Linked DNA regions of Pan troglodytes: region 1 is linked to region 2. The links are chromatin contacts, called in public HiChIP or PLAC-seq maps. All regions are on one chromosome and are shown on one strand. Each heading gives the region's core, a stretch centred on a gene start, on an enhancer-like site or on the middle of the called end of the contact. The rest is flanking DNA. Distances are from core to core; before and after follow the strand shown.

Region 1 (5,544 bases), core at 25-2,524, 250 kb before region 2:
CTCACTCCTGTAATCCCAGCACTGTGGGAGGCTCTGGTGGGCGGATCATGAGGTCAGGAGTTGGAGACCAGCCTGGCCAAACATGGTGAAACCTCATCTCTACTAAAAATACAAAAACTAGCCGGGCGTGGTGGTGCACGCCCGTAATCCCAGCTACTTGGGAGGCTGAGGCAGGAGAATCACTTGAACCTGGGAGGCGGAGGTTGCAGTGAGCCGAGATCGCATCACTGCACGCCAGCCTGGGCAATAGAGTGAGACTCCATCTCAAGAGAAAAAAAAAAAAAAAAAAAAGCAAGACCTCTAGAGCTAAACTGCTTGGGTTTGAGTTCTGGTGCTGTCACTTGTTAACTGTGTGAACTTGGATAATTTTAATATTTCTGTGCTTCATACATCAATCCCACAATCTCATATATACACACAAATTCTCACCCAATCACAAATATATACAGAGTCACACAAACACACCCATAATCTCACACAATACACAGCCACATAAGCACAAAGATAGATGGTAACATACAACTACACCAACAGAGATAAACAATCACACACAATCACACACAAAGTAGCATACCACAGAAGTCACACATCTTGTCACAATTACCGATACAAAACTATACCTGCAGAGACAGATGGTCATAGTCGCACAATCACATTTGCTGTCACACACATTCAAACGCAGTTGTATCCGCAGAAACAGGTGGTCACATAACCACACACATGCATTTACACAAACACACAATGTCACACCCCAGTCTCTCATAAACACATACACAGCTACACCTGCAGAGACAGTCACACACAAACACACATATTCACAGTTTCACCCCCAGACACAGATGGTTACAGTCACACACAAGCGGGCGCACGCGCACACACACACACAGTGACACAAGATCACATTCTGTCACACCCGCAGCCTGTCACATAGTTGGTAACACAGTGAAACACACACGGACTCCCCAGCGACTCCTGCCGGGTTCCCATCCCTGGCGCGGCCGGTCCACCCGGAGCCCGCCCTTGACCTCCCGCTCCCGCCCGGGGCCCGGCCCCACTCACCTCCCGGCGCCGCGGGCTCTGCAAACGGGCCCCGCGACCGAGACCCGCGACGTCACCCAGAATCCTCCGCGAGGAGGAGCGAGGCGAGGACTGAGGCATGCAGGACGCTGAGCTCTGCGAGATCTGAACCAGCGACATCGCGTTCCCCATGGACCCCGCGAACCACGAGCCCCAGAACGCTTTGCGCCACGGCCGTCATCGTTGAACTACATCTCCCAGAGAACCCCGCGGCCCCCTCCACTGCGCGCCTGCGCCACGGGGGCTGGTACCAGAGAGGGATGTGTGTGGTCGTAGGCTCTCCAGTGACCTTGAGCTGCTGTGTTGGTGAAAGCGGCCAGGCTGCGCGCGGGGCTGACTGGTTGAATGCTTGGGTGTGGTGGTTCGTGTGTGACTGTTGCTGCACACCTTTATGCTTGCCGACGAAAGGAGCGGCGGATTTTGTCAGTGCAGGGAGCTTCTGTATTTTAAATCACGTCCCGTGATTGTGGGTAGCTGAATGTGAAAGTGATTGTGGATCAAAGAGACTGTGGCTGACATTGGGGGTGACCGTTTCTGTTACTGTGAGGATACCACTGATCCGATGTGTATCTGACTGTCTCCCGGTCTTACTGTTCCTTCACCCCCATCTCCTGCCATGGGCGGGGTCTGTGGTATCTTTTATTGAGGCAATCTCGGCGCTCACTGCAACCTCCGCCTCCCGGGTTCAAGCGATTCTAGTGCCTCAGCCTCCCGAGTAGCTGGGACTACAGGCGCCCGCCACCATACCCGGCTAATTTTTGCACTTTTAGTAGAGAAGGGGTTTCTCCATGTTGGCCAGGATGGTCCGGAACTGCTGGCCTCAAGCCATCCGCCCACCTCGGCCTCCCAAAGTGAGGGAACCATAGGCATGAGCCACCACGCCCCGCCTGTTATCCTCATTTTTATGCCCCATCTCTGCCTGTACCTAATGTGATGCCAGTCACAGAAGGGTGATTAGATTTCATTACTATGAGGTTGCTTGTTTGCACCAAAGCCGTAAGTAGTTTGGTAGCCGATAGCCCTGGTGTTTCTCCTGCTGTTGTTTCCATCTTTTCACTCTACAACTTTAGGGCCCAGCTTTAAGAAAACTGCCCACAGTCAGGACAAGAATGTGAGCCCCTGAGTGAAAGTTCCAGACTAAAGCAGCATTCTTCCCCATCTCCAGTCCCTGAAAGATCTGAAAGGTGCATCCATGTCACGATCCTAGTAAGTCAAGATTCTTATGCGGAAGCAAGGGGAAGTTCTTGAGAATGCCTCCTTGGAGAATACATCCTCCAGTCCCCTGCCACAGAGAGCCCTCTATTGCTAAGCCCAGAGAATCTTCCACAAAAGGAGTGTGGGTATTAGGGTAGAACTGATTGCTCTTTACTCTGTGAAATCGGGCTTTGTTACTTTCAGAAGAAATCAGACATTTTTTAAAGGCTCTACAAACATGTAATAGTTGGGTTGCTTTAATGGGGAAATTTACAAATTCAGTGTTCTTTGGATGATAATTGTGGTTTGGTACTTGACAATTACATTAAACAGTTCTTCCCTGGACTTAATTATCAGGAAAGTTAGAGATCATCTTGGATGTTTCATATCGAAGTGCTGAAATTTAAGATTCTCCATTCTTTTTGTTGAGACAGGGTCTCTCTCTGTCACCCAGGAGTACAGTAGGGCCATTTTGGCTCACTGCAGGCTTGACTTCCTGGGCTCAAGCAATCCTCCCGCCTCAGCCATCCAAGTAGCTGGTACCACAGATGCATGCCACCATGCTAAGTTCAGTTTTTAATTTTTTGTAGGGGTGTATATGACTATCTCCTTATATGTCAGTGATTATTGGAAGGCCTTTTGTCCTTTATTTTTCTTATATCACCAAGTCCAACACTAATTTAAGTTTGGTCATTTCCACAGATTAGGCAGTGGTTCTGAAAGTATGCCAACTATGTGGCCGCACTGCTATAACAAATAATGGTAGTGCTCTGTCCATCATGGTCTAGTCAAGAAAGCAGAACCACAGGGGAATTTAATTACAGGAAACTGATGACATAATGTTGGAGGGCTGAAAGAGCACAAAGGGAGAGATTTGTAACTTGAGGAAACAGCTAACACTCTAGAGCTTGGAGAACGAAAAGGAAGAAATGGATTTGCCACAACTTAAGAGCTCTGAGGAGGGGGTCTCAGCCCGGCAGTAACTGGTTTTGGCAGTCTAGTGCCTAGGGAAAGATAAAGCATAATTTTCTTTGGCCTTTTTTATTAAGATATTTTAAATGAACCCATACTCTAGTATTAATGCTAGTGAGGAACCTCTCTACACAATAATTCATGAATTTCAAATCCATATAAATAAAAAATCTGGCCTGGCGCGGTGGCTCACGCCTGTAATCCCAGCACTTTCGGAGGCCAAGATGGGTGGATCACGAGGTCAGGAGATTGAGACCATCCTGGCTAACATGGTGAAACCCCGTCTCTGCTAAAAATACAAAAAAATTAGCTGAGTGTGCTAGCGGGCGCCTGTAGTCCCAGCTACTCGGGAGGCTGAGGCAGAAGAATGGCGTGAACCGGGGAGGCGGAGGTTGCAGTGAGCTGAGATCACGCCACTGCACTCCAGCCTGGGCAACAGAGACTCTGTCTCAAAAAAAAAAAAAAAAAAAAAAAAAAAAAAAAAAAATTCCCCATGGCTAACTTCTGGGGAAGATAATTTGCATTTAATGGGTGACTGCTAAAATCCAAGAACTGCATAATTTCCTTTGTAAATGTTCTCATTTGTTACAATACTAAAAAATAAATATTTTTATCCAATCTTACAGTTGGGGGAACTGGGATGCAGAGGTGTGACAACTTTAAAAAGTTCAGATATGCTGGTATGGGACAGGAAACAACACTATTTACTTCTCTTTGGCATACATGCCCATGAAGGTAATAAGGTTGATCTTCCTTTATCAGAGCAGTAGTCTTTAAAATGTTTTGCTCTATACCTCTTGAAACAATTTTGAAAAATAATAAAGCCCTTTTTACATTTTTAAATAATGCAAAGATATCATTTCTAGCATTTTTTTTTTTTTTTTTTTATGGAGTCTCGCTCGTCGCCCAGGCTGGAGTGCAATGGCACGGTCTCGGCTCACTGCAACCTCCGCTTCCTGAGTTCAAGTGATTCTCCTGCCTCAGCCTCCCAAGTAACTGGGACTACAGCCACGTGGCACCACACCTGGCTAATTTTTGTATTTTTAGTAGAGACGGGGTATCGCCACGTTGACCAGGCTGGTGTCGAACTCCTGACCTCATGAACTGCCCGCCTTGCCCTCCCAAAGTGCTGGGATTACAGGCATGGGCCACGGTGCCCAGCCTCTTGCATATTTTTAATACTGATATTTTAAAATAAGATTTTTAGGCTGGGCACCGTGGCCCATGCATGCCTGTAACCCCAGCATTTTGGGAGGCCGAGGCGGACGTATCACTTAAGGTCAGGATTCAAGACCAGCCTGGCCAACATGGTGAAATCCCGTCTCCACTAAAAATACAAAAATATGCCAGGTGTGGTGGCAGGCGCCTGTAATCCCAGCTACTCAGGAGGCTGAGGCAGGAGAATCGCTTGAACCCAGGAGGCGGGGGCTGCAGTGAACTGAGATCATGCTACTGCACTCCAGCCTGGGCAACAGAGCACGACTCTCTCTCAAAAAATAGTAATAATAGGCGGGGCGTGGTGGCTCACGCCTGTAATCCCAGATCTTTGGGAGGCCGAGGCGGGCGGATCATGATGTCAGGAGATTGAGACCATCCTGGCTAACACGGTGAAACCCCGTCTCTACTAAAAATACAAAAACAAAATTAGCCGGGCGTGGTGGCGGGCGCCTCTAGTCCCAGCTACTCGGGAGGCTGAGGCAGGAGAATGGCATGAACCCGGGAGGCGGAGCTTGCAGTGAGCTGAGATCGCGCCACTGCACTCCAGCCTGGGCGACAAAGCGAGACTAGGTCTCAAAAAAAAAAAAAAAAAAAAAGGAATAATAAATAAATAAAAATAAAATAAGATTTTTATATCATTCTTTAAAACCCATGCAGTGGAATCTAAATACCATTGCAATTTTATAACCACCATCATTCATTAAACATACATGAGCCAGCTCTTTTTTAACATTTATAGGTACGTACACTGTACCTTTTTCTTACAATCATTTCCATTCCACTTCTGTCACTGAAATTTTATCTTAATACAATAATTGATAGGTCAGGTGTGGTGCCTCAGGCCTGTAATCCCAGCACTTTGGGAGGCCAAGGCGGGCAGATCACTTGAGGTCAGAAGTTTGAGATCAGCCTGACCAACGTGGTGAAACCCTGTCTCCACTGAAAATACAAAAATTAGCCAGGCTTGGTGGGAGGCGCCTGTAATCTCAGCTACTCAGGAGCCTGAGGCACAAGAATCGCTTGAACCCTGGAGGCAGAGGTTGCAGTGAGCCTAGGTCTTGCCACTGCACTCCAGCCTGGGTG
Region 2 (5,440 bases), core at 1,515-4,014:
AAAGTCCTAAAAGATAAAAAGGATTAAAGAACACTCAAAGATGGAAGGAGACTAATGAAACAATACAATTCAATGCAGGACCTTGGATTGGATCCTGAAACAGTAAGAAAATTTAGCAAAATTTGAAAAAGGGCTCTAACTTAATTAAAAGTCTTCTATCAGCATAAATTTCCTGGTTTTCATCATTGCACTGTGGGCACCTGCAGAGTATTTGCAAATTCCTTATACTATGTTCACAACATGAAAATAAAATTTTAGGCCAGGCATAGTGGCTCACACCTGTAATCCCAGCACTTTGGGAGGACAAGGCAGTTGGATCACCTGAGGTCAGGAGTTTGAGACCAGCCTGACCAATATGGTGAAACCCTGTGTCTACTAAAAATACAAAATTAGCTGGCCGTGGTGGCACAAGCCTGTAATCCCGGCTACATGGGAGGCTGAGGCAGGAGGAATGCTTGAACCTGGGAGGTGGAGGTTGCAGTGAGCTGAGATCGTGCCATTGCACTCCAGCCTGGGCAGCAAGAGTGAAACTCTGTCTCAAAAAAAAAAAAAAAAGAAAGAAAGAAAGAAAGAAAGAAAAGAACATTTTAAAAAAATTTACGAAGGGGAAAATGGACACAAAAAAGAGGATATACAAATGGCCAGTAAACATACAAAAAGGTGCTGAACATCATTTCACATCAAGGAAATACAAATTAAAACTATGATGAGGCTGGGTGCAGTGGCTCACACTTATAATCCCAGGATTTTGGGAGGCTGAGGCGGGCGGGAGTTTCACATGGTGAAACTCTGTCTCCACTAAAAATACAAAAATTAGCTGGGCGTGGTGGCACGCACCTGTAATCCCAGCTACTCGGGAGGCTGAGGCACGAGAATCACTTGAACCTGGGAGGCGGAGGTTGCAGTGAGCTGATATCACACCACTACACTCCAGCCTGGACGACAGAGTGAGACTCTGTCTCAAAAAACAAAACAAGACAAAACAAAACAAAACAAAAACCTATGATGAAACTGCACCACACAACCAATAAAATAGTTAAAAGACTAACCATACCAAATTACGGAGAGGATATGAAGCAACTGGAACTCTCATACATTGCTGGATGGAGTGTAAACTGGAACAACCACATGAGAGCTTGGTAGTATCTATTAAACATTAGCCTACCCTGTGATCTAGCAATGCCACTCCTAAGTATTAACCCGGGAGAAAAGCCTTCACGTGTTCACCAAAAACACAGTAGAGTGTTCACAGCTGCAGCATCATTTGTAACAGCCCCAAATTGGAAGCTACCCAAATATCCATCAACAATGTAATCGACTAATATACTACAATATATCCCCAGTATAGTGAGAGCTAAGTACAATTACACTGAACAACATGAATGAATTTCACAAACATAATATATAACAAAAGAAGCCTGGCATAAAACAGTACATGCCGTATAATTGCATATATACATGAAGTTCAAGAATGTGTAAGACAGCCAGATGCACTGGCTCATGCCTGTAATCCCAGCACTTTGGGAGGCCAAGGTGGGCGGATCACCTGAGGTCAGGACTAGCTTGGCCAACATGGGGAAACCCTGTCTCTACTAAAAATACAAAAATTAGCCGGGTGTGATGGGTGCCTGTAATCCCAGCTACTCAGGAGGCTGAGACAGGAGAATCGTTTGAACCCAGGAGGCGGAAGTTGCAGTGAGCCAAGATTGCATCACTGCACTCCAGCCTGGGTGACAAGAGCGAGACTGTCTCAAAAAAAAAAAAAAAAAAAAAAAAGAATGGGTAAAACTAGTTAATGATAGAATTCTGAATAGATTGTGTGGGGGAGAAATTACTGAGAAGTGGTATGAGGGAAGCATCTCAGGTCCTGGCAAAGTTCTTTGTATAGATCTAGGAGTGTTACACAGCTGTACACTTAAGATTTGCATACTTTATATAGGCTCTATGTATCTATTGACAGCCTCCTGCTCTGTTGCCCAGGCTGAAGGGCAGTGGTATGATCATGGCTTCCTGCAGCTACAAAGCACTGGGCTCAAGCGATCCTCTCATCTCAACCTCCTGAGTAGCTAGGACTTATAGGTGCCAGCCACCATGCCCGGCTAATTTTTTATGTATGTATGTATTTATGGTAGAGTTAGGGTCTCACTATGTTGCCCAGGCTGGTCTCCAACTCCTGGCCTCACGTGATCCTCTCACCTTGGCCTGGCAAAGTGCTGGGATTACACGCATGAGCCCCCACACCTGGCCTACAAAAATTTTTTTAACTCTTGGAACTATGCTTTGGTAGGGATATGGAGCAATAAGATATTTCAAACATTGCTGTTCAAGTACAAATTTGTGCAGCCACTCGGGTATATATTTTGACACTGTTTAGTAAAGTGGAAGATATATGAACCGGCAATTCTGCTGGTAAATAAACTCAAGCATGTGTACCCCATGTGAAAGAATGTTTGTGGCTGTGTTGTTTATAAAATAAAAAGCTATAAATAACTAATAGGGCATCATTACTAGAAGGATGAAAAATTGTGGTATACTTCAGAAGGGAGAATACAATATAGCAAAGAAATTGAATTAACCGCGATTTTATCTAATAGGGATGATTCACAGAATTGTAAAAATAAACCAAAGACAGTATGACAACATTCATATAAAGTTTTAAAACGGGGGAAAACTGGAGTATAATGCCTAGAGAAGTATACATAAGTGATAAAACCTCACACTGTGTGACTTACCCAGCCACACAAACCTGATCACACTCCCACCATGGGGACATTCAGCTACAGACAATCCACGCCCAAAGCAACAGGGTCGCACACGCAGGGCCTCTATCGGTCACATAAGCACAAGTGCACACTTACCGAGGAGGCAGTCACAGTCACAACCACATTGTCACAGTCGGCGCACACCTGTACCGGGTCACAGTCACGATCACACATTAACCACAGCCACACACACAGATAGAAACATGCAGTTACTCGCAGGTATCCCCACCTGAACTCTGCCGCACACAGTCACACAGCATATAGTCGCACACCACTACGGGGACAAACGCAATAACACTCAACCAGACACAAGCTCCCCACAGCCGCACACACAATGCCGCACGTGGTCCTGCTCCTTCTTACACACACCAGCAGCCACAGTCTCCGAGGCCGTGCTGCACACGGTGTGAGCGTTGGAAACACACTCATCACAAGAGCAGCCTGTCACAATCGCGCGATCATTCACCACACACCTCCACACAGACGCAAGTGCACACTTTCAATCTCACCTCCACCGCCGCACAAAGCCGAGGCTCGGCCCCCGGCCCCGCCCTCTCCCGGGATCCTCACCTCAGGCCTTACGAGCTTTCGAAGCAGCAGAACCCTCCCCGGCACTGGGGTAGTTGCTGGTAAAGCCCTGAGGGTCCCGCCAGCGCGTGACTTGGAAGCTGAATTACCGCGAGAAGTACAGTCTTGCGGAGGAGACCTCTGGGAAGCGTAGTCAGAGACGTATCAAGGCCGGACAAGATGGCTCCCGATCGTCAGAATTCCTGTCCGCGCCTTGCGTCAGCCCCGCCGAAAGGATCGCCCCCCTAGTCAAACCGCTCGCGCCCCAGAGGCCTCATGGAGTCCCGCCTCAGGCTCGGGCCTTGGCCCCCAAAGAAAGCCACTCCGACGTGTTTGAGATGGGCTTAGTTCCCGGACCCGTCCTACTGCCCCCAGGCGCTGGACAGCCTCAGAAAGAGGACAAGTCTGCATGGAAAGATAATCGCACAACTGAGCCTTCTGGGAGATGTAGTTCGGAGCTGGGAAGGCGGTTGGACCCTCCGAAAGTCATCTTAATTGCTCTCACAGATAAGCCGGCGCTGGGCTGCCGGCCTTACTGTGCGCCCAGAGTGCGCAGGCGCAAACATCCTGGGTTGCTGTTTTGGCCTCTTTGTTCGGGCGTGAATTTTGTTTATTGCTCCTTAGTGCAGAGGGGTTATGGGACCAGAGGTTGTGAGACTCAAAACTGGTTGGGGACGCAGAAGGGGTGTAGACCAGGAACCTGCGACCTGATGGGGGGAGGTCAAAGGGAAAGGAATCGCCAAACGTGGGACGGGTTTGGAGAGGCAGAAAGAGAGGAGTCTGAAATTGCAAAGGGCAGGTGTTATTCTGACTTCTGTATGCTTTGTGATAAATGAGTGGGACAGGAAGTAAGAGGAGTTTCACTTTCTCCTTCTGCAATTATTTGTGTACTTGGACTAAGTGTATCTCATGGCCAGTATTTGACTGCTTTTGACCTATAAAGGTATTGTATACACAGTCGTGCATAGTTTAATAATAAGGATATATTCTGGCCGGGTGCGGTGGTTCACGCCTGAAATCCCAGCACTTTGGGAGGCTGAGGGGTTCGAGACCAGCCTGGGCAACATGGTGTAAACCCCGTCTATACTAAAAATGCAAAAATTAGCCAGGCGTGGTGGTGCACGCCTGTAGTCCCAGCTACTCGGGAGGCTGAGGCAGGAGAATCGCTTGAACCCAGGAGGCAGAGGTTGCAGTGAGCCAAGATTGCACCACTGCACTCCAGCCTGGGCGACAGTGAGACTCGGTCTCAAAAAAAAAAAGGATACATTCTGAGAAATGCGTTGTTGGGCAATTTCATCATCGTGTAATAATTTCATCATTATAGAGTGTACAAACCTAGATGGTATAGCTGACTGAACACTTAGGCTATATGGTATAACCTGTTGATCCTAAACTACAAAGCTATATGGCATGTTACTGTACTGAATACAGTTGGAACACTGTAGGGACCAGCCCTACAAGGTCTGTGGGTTTTTCTCCCCGTGTGCAGAGAAGAGAGGTGGTAGAAATAAAGACACAAGACAAAGAGATAAAAGAAAAGACAGCTGGGCCTGGGTGAGCCACTACCACCAAGACGCAGAGACTGATAGTGGCCCCGAATGCCAGGCTGCGCTGTTATTTATTGGATACAAGACAAGGGGGCAGGGTAAGGAGTGTGAGCCATCTCCAATGATAGGTAAGGTCACGTGGGTCACGTGTCCACTGGACAGGGGGCCCTTCCCTGTTTGGCAGCTGAAGTGGAGAGAGAGAGAGAGAAGACAGCTTACGCATTATTTCTGCATATCAGAGACTTTTAGTACTTTCACTAATTTTGTTACTGCTATCTAGAAGGCAGAGCCAGGTGTACAGGATGGAACATGAAAGCGGACCAGTAGTGTGACCGCTGAAGCACAGCATCACAGGAAGACGGTTAGGCCTCCAGATAACTGCAGGCGGGCCTGACTCATGTCAGGCCCTCCACAAGACATGGTGGAGTAGAGTCTTCTCTAAACTCCCCCGGGGAAAGGGAGACTCCCTTTGCTGGTCTGCTAAGTAGCGGGTGCTTTTCCTTGGCACTGACGCTACTGCTAGGCCATAATCCGCTTGGTAACAGGCGTCTTCCCAGACGCTGA

What was found. HiChIP or PLAC-seq counts read pairs in DNA pulled down with a chosen protein or histone mark.
Region 1: a contact with region 2 is called in an H3K4me3 HiChIP or PLAC-seq map of stem cell-derived excitatory neurons, with 4 times the contacts expected there. The contact joins the promoter of ZNF527 here to the promoter of LOC134809019 in region 2. A contact is called at or near these places in 1 of 7 Hi-C or Micro-C datasets (induced pluripotent stem cells) and 1 of 1 datasets of contacts at active chromatin or transcription factors (stem cell-derived excitatory neurons).

What each region holds. Positions count from the first base shown.
Region 1 is chr20:40,427,181-40,432,724 of NHGRI_mPanTro3-v2.0_pri, reverse strand. It overlaps ZNF527 (zinc finger protein 527), which reads right to left and starts at 1,274. Exons shown (of 5, transcript XM_512625.7): 1 at 1,060-1,274.
Region 2 is chr20:40,180,802-40,186,241 of NHGRI_mPanTro3-v2.0_pri, reverse strand. It overlaps LOC134809019, which reads left to right and starts at 2,764. Exons shown (of 3, transcript XM_063800404.1): 1 at 2,764-2,908; 2 at 3,405-5,440. The coding sequence starts at 2,764. The coding sequence ends at 4,165. It also overlaps a transcript of ZNF566 not described here.